Linked DNA regions of Mus musculus: region 2 is linked to region 1. The links are chromatin contacts, called in public promoter capture Hi-C maps. All regions are on one chromosome and are shown on one strand. The core of a region is the stretch at or near the end of the contact, and the rest is flanking DNA. Distances in the headings are between cores, read along the strand shown.

Region 1 (5,772 bases), core at 1,955-4,454:
AGGAGGCAGAGGTAGACAGATTTCTGAGTTCGAGGCCAGCCTGGTCTACAAAGTAAGTTCCAGGACAGCCAGGGCTATACAGAGAAACCCTGTCTCAAAAAAAAAAAAAAAAAAAAAAACAATCAAACAAAAAAACCCAGGTGTCTCTGGGAAACAATGAAATGTTCTAAACTGACTGTGGTGGTGTTTTTATCTTATGATTACATAATTTATTTTATTTTTAATGAGTTTTTTAAAGATGTATTTATTTATTATATGTAAGTACACTGTAGCTGTCTTCAGACCTCCAGAAGAGGGTGTCAGATCTCATTATGGATGGTTGTGAGCCACCATATGGTTGCTGGGATTTGGAACTCAGGATCTTCGGAAGAGCAGTCACTGCTCTTAACCGCTGAGCCATCTCTCTAGCCCCAGATTACATAATTTAAAAGCAACATTGACACATTATCTCAAATCTGTTTTGAGATTGATTCATTCATTCATTCACTCATTATGTATACAGTGTTCTGACTGCATGTATGCTTGCATGCCAGAAGAGGGCACCACATCTCATTATAGATGGTTCTGTGCCACCATGTGGTTGCTGGGAATTAAGCTCAGGACCTCTGGAAGAACAGCCAGCAATCTTAACTTCTGAGCCATCTCTCCAGACCTCAAATCTGTTTTTAAGTTATCTGTTTCTGGACATGACTTGATAAAACGGGTTCCTACTGGACTCTGCCTTCCTTCATGTCCAAGGTTGAAGTCAACCTCTGTGCTTTTCTAATGCCTTTAATAAAATCAAACAAACAAACTAACGCAGGCGGTTTGAAATGTATTCAGATTATCTTGGGGGCAGGGCGTCACTGTGTGCCTTTGCCTTCCCACATGCACTTTCTTCAGTTTTAAGAGGATTCTAGTTTTGTGGATTTTAAGAACATGTTTGGTAGGTTTCCTTATAGCATTTTCATACATCATTGGTTTTGGTTGACCCTTCCTCTCCATCTCTGCTAAAACTATTCCAGTATCCCCAATACTCCTCCTTTCTAATGCATGTCTGATAATCCCTCCTCCCCCAACAGGCCTTTCCCCCAAATCCAAATGACTGAGCAGTGAGTATGAAGGTCTCAAGCAGGAAGCTGAAGGCTCTCCAGTAACACATCCCACCGCCCTGGAAAATGATACCCAGCAGCCTGGCACAGTGTAGGGACCACTCTGGAAGCCTAGGTCAGACTATGTGTTGAGCATAGGAATCTGAGATCTTACGAGCAACATAACAAGATATTTGTTAATCAAAAACAAAACAAACCAGGCCTACTGAGGCAGGTCTAGAATCCCAGTCACTTGGGAGGCTGACCCAGGAGGTTCACAAGTTCAAGCACTGTTTAAGCCACAAGATAAATTTAGGGCCAATATAGTTTCAAAATAAAAAGGAGGACTGGGGCTATAGTAGAGAACCTGTCTAGCACATAAGAGAGTCAACTCCCCAGCACAGCAGGAGAGAACAATGTACAAGAAGCTACCTAAGTCACACTACTTAACACTTGTATTTATCTTGCAGTGCTACAAACAGAAACACAAATTCTCAATTCTGCTTGGCCAGTCCTGTGCCATTCAGCCATATCCTTAGACTACTTTCTTTTTTAAAGATTTATTTATCTGAGTACACTGTAGCTGTCTTCAGACACACCAGAAGAGGGCATCAGATCCCATTACAGATGTGAGATGGTTGTGGTTGCTGGGAATTGAACTCAGGACCCCTGGAAGAGCAGTCAGCAGTCTTAACCACTGAGCCACCTCTCCAGCCCCTTAGACTACTTCTTGTATTTATTACAAACCCATATGTATTTCCAATTTCCCCATCAGATTAAGCATCTCTGGTTAAGGCTAATACTGTGCAATAAAGCCACACCAATGCTTAGCAAGGTTACTGACCCAGAGGGTTGTTTGTTTGTTTGTTTGTTTGTTTCAATATCGAATTACACCTTGTCAAAACACCAAACTCTGAAACTGCAAACCTCTTTTTACTCATTCTTAAAATGAAGCTAACAATACCAGTCCAGTGGTGTTTGGGAAAACGAAAAACGCTGGCCCTGTGCCAAATGCACCATCTGGCATACTGGGGTGTGAGACAGAGGTTATCTGTGGATAGTGTTGGATTTGATGCCAAATCTTTATCTTTATATTCGCCCCGTGTCCAACTGGTATTCTTCATTCGCTTCCACAATTTGAAAAAGTCTACCCGGGCCCCAAGAAAGCGCTGGCCTCCAGGCCTGACAACCTCAGTTCGATTCCTTAGCATGGCGGAAAGACAGGAAGGACTCAGGCGAGCTATCCTATGACCCCAACTCGCACACGCACAATAAACGATTGGTTTTTGTATATTTTATTATTTTATCTTTAAAAAAAAGAAAGAAAGAAATAAGAGTCTACGCGTACCTGGCGTACAGCAAGACCTTTCAAAAACAAAGAAAAAGTCTCTTTCTTTTCATGCAGCTTGACTCTTAGAGCATCACACCCATCTCCCCGGTGTACACAACCCAGAAGCCGTCCGCCGTCCGCACACATCAGACACACAGGTAGACAAACGCGTCGGGAAGCCATCTTTCCCAGTCAGACCATCAGGGTCACACCCTCCAGCGCCCGATACACCGGGTCCCCGCACAAAGGCCGGGCCTCCCCTCCCCCGGCCCCACTCCGGTCCCCGGGACCAGCGGTTCGATCACGGCCTCACCTTGGCCCGCTTGCGCCGGCTGGTCCGTCGGCCCTCCGGGGTCTCGGCTATTCCGGTCTCCATGGGCGTCGCGGAGCCGGGCCCGGCTGTGGGCCCCGCCTGGGGCCCAGCAGACCCCGGCGGCTCGGCTAGGCCCCCGGGCGGCGAGGCCCGCGGAGGCTCCTTCTTTCGGGGAGTGCGCTCGCCCGCCGCCCCCGTAGCCATGTCGGTGGGGCCCGTCAGGCCCGCGGGCGGCGCGGCCACCTCAGAGCCGTTCTCGGCACCGCCCGCCGCCCCGGACCCGGCCTCGGTCCCAGCAGCCGCCGCCGCCGCCGCTGCCGCTGCCGCCGCCGCCGCCTTCTTCCCAGACAACATCTCGGGCCGCCTGGCCGCCGCGGGCCGCAGGGGCCGATCGGTCTGCCGCTCCGTGGGTCCGCAGCCGCCTCGCGCCTCTCCGCCCCGCACCTCTCACGCTCCGTGCGAAGCCAAACACCCCCGCGTGCGCACGCGCCCTGCGCGCTCCCGCCGCACCAGGACAAAAAAGCAGCCGCTTGTCCCCGGCTCAAGACCAGAGAGCGACGTCCTGGAGGCTAGAGCGGCGCCGCAGCTCCGATCGCGAGGCTGACCTAGAGCGCCCCCTGCGATTGGGAGTGCGACCCAGCATATCCGCCTGACTTCGGGTTCTGAGCCCGACCGTTTTCATCAAGGACTCTCAATATTCACCCCATACACTAGTCACTTCAACTAATAACATTCACTCTCCCTGCAGGACAAGGGGTGGATTATGGAATTCCGGCTTTCAGAGGGCTTACTACCTAATTGAGACAGGGGAACACTCTGAAGTACAACTTAATTAATGATCACTTAATTATCCTGTGCTCTGTAACTCAACCTTTAGAGCACTGGCCCAGAATGTATATGGCCCCGAGTTATCCCTAGAGCTAGGGAAACTAGCTTCATAATGGCCCTGCTTGGACTGTGGGGAAATAAAGAGTGCACGAATTTCCACGGTAATAAAATAGAGAGAAATGAGGAATTTCTGGTTTGAGTCAAAGTGGACTCGCTCTTGCCTCCAAGCCGTGTTTATTTTCTTTCTTGAGGCTGCACATGCTCGCCACCATGCCTCCTCCTCCATGCCTCTCATCTCCAGGCGCATAACACTTCTTCAACCTAGGTCAGTTCTTTCTTTTCTTTTTTTCTTTTTTGGGGAGGGGGGTGGGGGATTGGTTTTTCCGAGACAGGGTTTCTCTGTATAGCCCAGCCTGTCCTGGAACTCACTTTGTAGGCCAGACTGGCCTCTAACTCAGAAATCCACCTGCCTCTGCCTCTGCCTCCCAAGTGCTGAGATTAAAGGCATGTGCCACCACTGCCCGGCTTGGTCAGTTCTTTCTAATGTTGTGAATGTGGGTGTTTTATTCATGAGATGTTGAGATGTATAGGATGTTGGGGGGCTATGAGATATTCACCAGAGAAGAATGCAGGCATGGGTTTAAGCCAATAGAAAGTATTTACTTGGGGCCTGGGGAGATGGGGGGCTGGAGAGATGGCTCAGTGGTTAAGAGAAGTGACTGCTCTTTCAGAGGTCCTGAGTTCAATTCCCAGCAACTACATGGTGGCTCACAACCATCTGTAATGGGATCTGATGCCCTCTTCCGGTGTGTCTGAAGACAGCTACAGTGTACTTAGAAATAATAAATAAAACTTTTTTAAAAGCTTCAGTTAGCCAGAAGCAGAACTACAGAAGCCAAAAAGCAAGGTCAGTCCATTTCCCAAAACTACGGACTTAAATGGATTAAGCCTTTGTTTTAGTTTTGGCAGGTGGTACTGTCTATGTGTTAAGTTTTACAGCTTAAATGGTATTTCCACCATTGAGTTAACTGTGGTAAGATCTTTCAGCCTACTAAGATTTGGGGCCCTGTTACAGGGTTTTGCTGGTTTGTTTAATTCTTCCAAGGTGATGAAGTTGAACACAGAACAGCAGGAGGAAGGTTGCTGGAGGAAACTCCATACCTTGATCGGGGTGATGCTTACAGAGGTGTGAGTATTCACTAAAATTCACTGAACTCTGTGAACAAAATAGACTTTAAAAACAAAAACAAAAAAAAACTAGGCCTGAAGGTGGTGGTGCACGACTTTAATCCCAGCACTTGGGAGGCAGAGGCAGGCAGATCTCTGAATTCGGGGCCACCCTGGTGGTCTACAGAGCAAGTTCCAGGCTGACCAGGGCTACACAGAGAAACATTATCTCAAAAAACAAACCAAAAAGCAAAAACAGTACGCAGGAAGAAAAAAAAAATGTGTTCACAGGACCACGTATGTCCCATGTGTGAAGTATGTTTTCATGGTCACAATTAACAAAATTGGTGAGTGTGGTAGAATTATATTGAGGGGTTGGAGAAAGCTTTGTGAGGAAGAGAAGAGAGCAGTTTAGAGAAGAGTTCGTAATGTAAGGAAGTCTAGGGCTAAATCCTGCTCTTCCATCATAAGCAGGTGATATGATATATGGTGTAAAAGATGTGAGCGTATTACTCTCCCGTCCCCCTGGCTGCAACTGTTCTGCTCCCTGCCTCGATGGATTTGAACTAGCTTAAAACAGTTCAAGGTACACCATCATGGTAGAGGAGCCAAGGCAGCAGGAGCTAGAGCGAGCTGGTCCCATGGCATCCACAAGCAGGAAGCCCGGAGGGATGAATGCAAACACTGCTCCTCTCTCCATCTTACACAGCCCAGGACTGCAGGAAAGGGGCCATCGGGAAAGCTGCCCTGTCTTCCCACTTCAGTCAACATGGTGAAGACACTCCCCCACAGGTATGTCCGAGGCCCAACGCCCAGGCGACTCTGTCACTAACATTAACCATGGCTCTAGGCAAGCACTGTCCCAGCTGACCCACGTCTCCAGCTCCCCACATTATATTGATCCATTCATTTATCAATGCGTAGTGGATTGCTTCAGATTTTTCGGCTTTTAATCTGCTCCCTTATTTTTTAAAAGATTTTAAAGCCTGCTGCTTTAATCCAAGCACTCGGGAGGCAGAGGCAGGTGGATATCTGAGTTCGAGGCCAGCCTAATCTACAGAGTG
Region 2 (5,772 bases), core at 1,349-3,848, 1.7 Mb after region 1:
TATTTGTGTCCATGTATGTATGTATGTATGTATGTATGTATGTATGTATGTATTCATGTGTATGTGTGCATGTGTGTAGATCAGAAGGCAACCTCAGGTATCTTTTCTCAAGGACTCTGCCAATCGAGCTCTCTCTCCAGCTTCTGTGTGTGTGTATGTATATGTATGCACGTGTGTGTGTGTGTATATATATATATATATATATATGTGTGTGTGTGTGTGTGTATATGTACACGTGTGTGTATGTGTATATATATGTGTGTGTGTATATGTATATGTACACGTGTGTGTGTATGTATATGTACGCACGTGTGTGTGTGTGTATATAAATATTTTTTATGGGGGCACATGTGCTATGGTATGCATGTGGAGGTTGGATGGTGACCTGTGGAAGTCAGTTTCTTCCCTCTGCCATGTGGCCCCAGGGATTGAATCTATGTCATTAGGCTTGGCAGCAAGTGTCTCCAGCCACCAAGTACCTCCCCAAACCACCCAAGCACACTCCCCCCCTTTATTGTGTGTGCCTAAGTTGGGGACATGTGTCGTGATGCTTGGACGGAGAGGAGAGAGGCCAGCTTCCAGGATGGCTTCTCTCCATCCACGGTGGCTTCCGGGGATTGAGCTCAGGTTTGTGCAGCAGGTGTGGTTACTGCTGTCCTGCCAGGCTTCAGGGACCCGAACTGGAACTGTGTCCTGACATAGCCAGAAATGAATCCAGGTTGCCATGACAGCCCTCCCCTCTGTATTCCAGCATGACCTCGGTGGGCCCACAGTCAAGGGAGCTGACAGTTCCTCACCACCTCGATAAACGAGAGCTGCACCCACTTCGTGGTATTCTGTGAAGGGTTAGAGTATGTGCTAGCTCTGTACTGAGCTACTCTGCCCTCCTCCTTATACCAGAGACTTTGGTAGGCCTTACTTACTCTTGGGCCAAGGAGTTTTCACTGAAGCAGCCAGGGTACAGGGTCAGACTACCAAAGGCCACTGCAGTAGCACCAGTCAGGGGAGGTTGCTCAGGTTTCTGAGGGAATAAAGCCCCACCCACCACCATGGAAAAGCAAAGATACAGATCTCAGGTGGGAGTCCTGGGGAGGGCGGGCACCTGTGGAGGGAGCTGAAAGGGCAACAGGTGCAGATGGGCAACTCAAGGGTGTGTGCGAAGGTTGGCAGTACTCAGAGCAGAGAGCAGAGGCGGTTGAAGCTATAGGGAGAGGTGTAGGTGGGTACCTTGAAAGGGTGTCCTAACAATGGCACATCCCTAAAGTCAGTGTCACTGAGTGGTGTGGTTGGGCTTCAGAGAAGTTTAGGAACGATAATTATTATATGGAGACGGTCACATCCAGCTGGCCTGGGACTTGCATGTAGCTGAGGACAACTTTGCACTAATTATCCTGATGTTTGTATCTCGAGTGCTGAGGTTACAGCTGCCAGCTGCCATGCCTAGTTTTCTATGATACTGGGCATCAAACCCAGGCCTTCCTGCAATCTAGATAATGCATGCATCTTACCCACTGAAGTACACATCCCTAGACCTCTACGTTTTATTTCTGTCCTGAATCTTGGGTTGGTGTGTGTGTGTGTGTGTCAGAAGACAACTTGCAGAAGGCCGTTCTCTCCTTCCACCGTCTGGGGCCCAGGGATTGAACTCACGACGTCAGTCTTGGTGGCAAACAAGCACCTTTATCAGCTGAACCATCTTGCTGGCACCCCATGTTGGCTTATAGACAATTCCGCTAGGCACCACGCAGCAGCTTGGGTAGCCGCCAGCCAGGTGCGAGCCAGGCGTGTAAGGACTCCTCTCGGCTAACCTGCCTCTCTCCCTATCTCCTATTCTCTCCTCTCTCCCCCCAGATGTTCTCAGCTGGCCTCTTCTCTACCATTCTCTGTTCCCCTTTTCGGTCTCTACCCCGTCCCAAGTCCCCTTCCCTTCCACCGACGATAAATCGTCTTTACACTAGGTCTGTCGCGTGGCTTGATTGTTCAGGGGATCACCTTGGCCGGCCAGCCAAGTTGCTCCCTCCCGCCGCATTATACCAGCTCTCAATATGTGACCCCAGCAGGCCTGGACTCACTATGTGGACCAGGCTGGCCTCGAAGTCACAAAGATCTGCCTCTGCCTCCCACTCGAGTGCTGAAATTAAAAGCACGAGCCACCAATCCTGGTTGTGAAGAGCCTTTTGATCACTAACCTTCTCCTTGGCCATCCACCCTGTTTCGGGCCTGGCCAGAGCCTATTTCCCCACCTCATTGCTCTCAAGAGATAAGGGCCTGCTTCCGAGCCCGTTAGACTAGCGACAGGCGAGGAATTCACCCCTATCTGGTCCTGGTAATGACAACTGCGTCCTGGGGGAAAAGGGGCGGCTGCCTAGGAAACGGAAAATCTGGAGACGCTAGAGGAGAGTTTGAGAGATGTGGCGGGAGCTAGCCTGGGCGGAGGCAAAGGGCGCCCGGCTTTGTTGATTGGCAGCAGCTACGGAGCTGTCTCTCTTGGATTGGCCCTTTTCCATGGGGGAGGCGGAGCCTCAAGTGCGTTTCGCCAATAAGGTACAGAGACTCGGCCTCCGGAGGGCCACTTCCGGTGGCGTTCCCTGCTTCTTGGTCCGTCCCCGCAGCGGCGTGGGCCGCGGGGCCACGGAGTACCCGGACCGCTTCCAAGTGGTACTCCGCCGCTGCGAGCGGCCATTGGGCGGCCGCGAGGGACGCTTCCGGTGCCCAGGTGCTGGCCTGGGCTGCTGGGAGATGAAGATGGATCCCCGCCTCGCCGTCCGCGCCTGGCCCCTCTGCGGGCTGCTGCTGGCCGTGCTCGGCTGCGTCTGCGCCAGCGGCCCCCGCACCCTCGTGCTGCTGGACAACCTGAACGTGCGGGACACGCACTCGCTGTTCTTCCGCAGCCTGAAGGGTGAGCGCCGAGCAGAGCCGAGGGAATGGCCCGGGTTGGGGCGGAGACGGCAGCCCCCTCCGAGGGCTGCAGCAGGGATTCCTCTCCTGACCGGGTTCCGGGTTTCTTTCCTCCAGACCGGGGCTTTGAGCTCACCTTCAAGACCGCAGATGACCCCAGCTTGTCCCTCATTAAGTACGGGGAGTTCCTCTATGACAACCTTATCATCTTTTCCCCGTCGGTGGAAGGTAAGGGCGCGCGTCGCCCCTCGAAATGGGATTGGGGGGGCTCAGGAGACGGCTGTCTTCTTGTTCCTGGGCATGTTCTGGGTCTTGGGGTGAGTTTCGAAGTATAGTAGAGGAAAATGTTAATTGCAGCTTGGGCCTCGGAGATTTCATCCGTCAAAAAGATACAGCTAAGGATAGAGTGCCAAATGTCACCCGTAGACATTTCGCTTCTGGAGAAGGGGGTTTTCTCTAACAAGGGTCCTGATAAAGAAACTCTTGATTTGACTTGCTTGTGTACAAAGATTTGTCACATTATTAACATGGATTGCTGTAAAAAGTCATTCTGCAGGTCATAAGAATACAAATAGATACATACCCATCAACCCTTAAGGCCTGATGGATGTGTTTTGGCTGACCAACACAAGGCTAGTTGGTATTGGGGGTGGTGGGAAATATGCATGTATGTGAGGTTGTGCACACTTCTGTGGACGTGTAGAATCGGGTCACCTACTCTGTCACACTCCTCACTCCCTTAAGCCAGGGTCTCTCACTGAACCTGAAGCTTGCCATTTTGACTAAGCAGGCTGGACAGTGAGCTCTCAGATCAGTCTCTGCCTCCTGATGCTTGGGTAATAGGCACCGCTTGTCATTCCCAGCCCTTACTGGAGACTTGAACCCAGTGACCGACCTGTGGCTGCCTGCTAAGCCATCTCACCAGCCCTCAGAGACTACTGAATGGAGTGAAGATCTGTAACTTACACTTAACTATTTCTGTCTTACAAGGCAGTTGAGTCCACCACTAGACATTTCTGTTAAGATCTACTGAGCTGAACTTTGTCTCTCTCTTCCATGTGTATATTTGGAGAAGTGTTCTTAACTCCCTTGGGCCTGTGAGTCTGGTGTCCCCAACCGAGAATAGATGACATGAGAGTCTCATATTTTTATCTTGCTGAGATGCTTGCCCTTCCCATAGCTTTAGCCACTTCCTATGTATTTTCACTAACTAGCTATCTCCAGTTCCTTTGGCAATTTTCTTTTCTTTTCTTTTCTTTTCTTTTCATTCATTCATTCATTTTTTTTTTTTTTTCAAGACAGGGTTCCTCTGTATAGCCCTGGCTGTCCTGGAACTCACTTTGTAGACCAGGCTGGCCTCGAACTCAGAAATCCACCTGCCTCTGCCTCCCAAGTGCTGGGATTAAAGGCGTGCGCCACCACCTCCTGGCTCTTTTTGCTTTTTTAAACACTTTAAAAAATATATAACTTAGTTGTTTTTGCTTTACATATATTGGTGTTTTGAATGCATGTATGTCTGTGTGAGGGTGTTGGATCTCCTGGAACAGGAGTTACAGACGTGCTAGGAATTGAAACCAGGTCCTCTGGAAGAGCAGCCAGTCCTCTTAACCACTGAGCCATCTGTCCAGCCTGACAATTTCTTATGTGTGTGTGTGTGTGTGTGTGTTTGTTTGTTTGTTTTGCATGGATATTTGGCCAGCATGTATGTCCCACCATGTTTATGCCTGATGCTTTCAGAGGCCAGAAGAGGGTGGTGGATCCCTTTGGACTGGAATTGCAGACAGTTGTGAGCTGCTGTGTGGGTGCTGGGAATTGAACCCTGGTCCTCTGGAAGAGCAGCCTGCGTGCTTAGTCACTGAGCCGTCTCTCCAGCCCTGGCCGTTTCTTTTGCTTTTTTGGTGAATGTGCTAGGTAGTTTTTCCGTTTCATCTTTGGCCCAGGCTGTCCCTGTCTGGGGTAAGATGTCCCTGCCATTCTCTACTTCAGTTAAACACGGATGGCCTTTTGTTTCCCCTGGCAGCTACTTTGTATTCTGTAGTTCACACAAGAGTGGGTTCTGCCAGCTGTCTAAAGTGCCAGTCCCCCCAGCCCCACCCCCGGCTCCTGCTGTCTCCCTTTAGGTCCCATGGAAAGCCCCTCCCCTGGTGCCCCAGCACCTACTCCTGGTTTAGGATGCTTTCACAGCCTGGCACAGTGCCTTCTGACCTACATGCTACCTGTACCCAGCTCCACCTTGGGACCAAGGAAGTCATGTTGTTCTCCAGCTCAGAATGCTCCATCCAGTGCCTTCCACCAGTCCCAGCCTTCCAATAACTGGCTACCTCACCTCACTCCTGGCCTCCTGTCCAGCCCCGTAGCTCACCCTACCTGGCAGACTTGACACTGCCGTTGTTCACTCTGCCTGTGTGCTCTTCCACCACGCTGCTGCCCGGCTAACCCTTCCATCTTTGCATGTGTCACTGGACAATGGCTCTCCTCACTAACACAGTGTCTCCCTTCCCTCATTTTCCCTTTCATTGTTCCCAGCCCATAGGAAATACTTAGCAAGGAAGTGGACTTAGGTTAAACACCAGACTCACTGTGGAGAGAACCCTAGGGCTCAGCAAGCCACACCTGGTGCTGGTGGCAGCAGTGGTCAGTCACTAAGTGAACTGGACAGAGCCTCAGCGGTCAAATGCTGGGGGCCAGCAAGCCATTTGGGTGATGTTTAAAGCACTGAATGGTTGTGCTGTGGATAATGGGAACAAGGAAGCCGTTAGTGTTAGGCCAGTGAGCCTTACGATCAAGTGAGTGTCGTCTGTGTATTCTGTGGTACTTCCTCAAACAGCTTAGGTGGAGCGACATTGATAGACTACTGGAGGGTGGCCCAGGCAT

What was found. Promoter capture Hi-C pulls out the DNA fragments that hold promoters and counts their contacts.
Region 2: a contact with region 1 is called in a promoter capture Hi-C map of pre-B cells, with 5 times the contacts expected there. The contact joins the promoter of Ddost here to the promoter of Kdm1a in region 1. A contact is called at or near these places in 1 of 39 promoter capture datasets (pre-B cells) and 1 of 9 other capture datasets (liver).

The regions. Positions count from the first base shown.
Region 1 is chr4:136,599,519-136,605,290 of GRCm38.p6, forward strand. It overlaps Kdm1a (lysine (K)-specific demethylase 1A), which reads right to left and starts at 3,205. Exons shown (of 20, transcript NM_001347221.1): 1 at 2,714-3,205. The coding sequence starts at 3,067.
Region 2 is chr4:138,302,140-138,307,911 of GRCm38.p6, forward strand. It overlaps Ddost (dolichyl-di-phosphooligosaccharide-protein glycotransferase), which reads left to right and starts at 2,599. Exons shown (of 11, transcript NM_007838.3): 1 at 2,599-2,899; 2 at 3,016-3,126. The coding sequence starts at 2,740.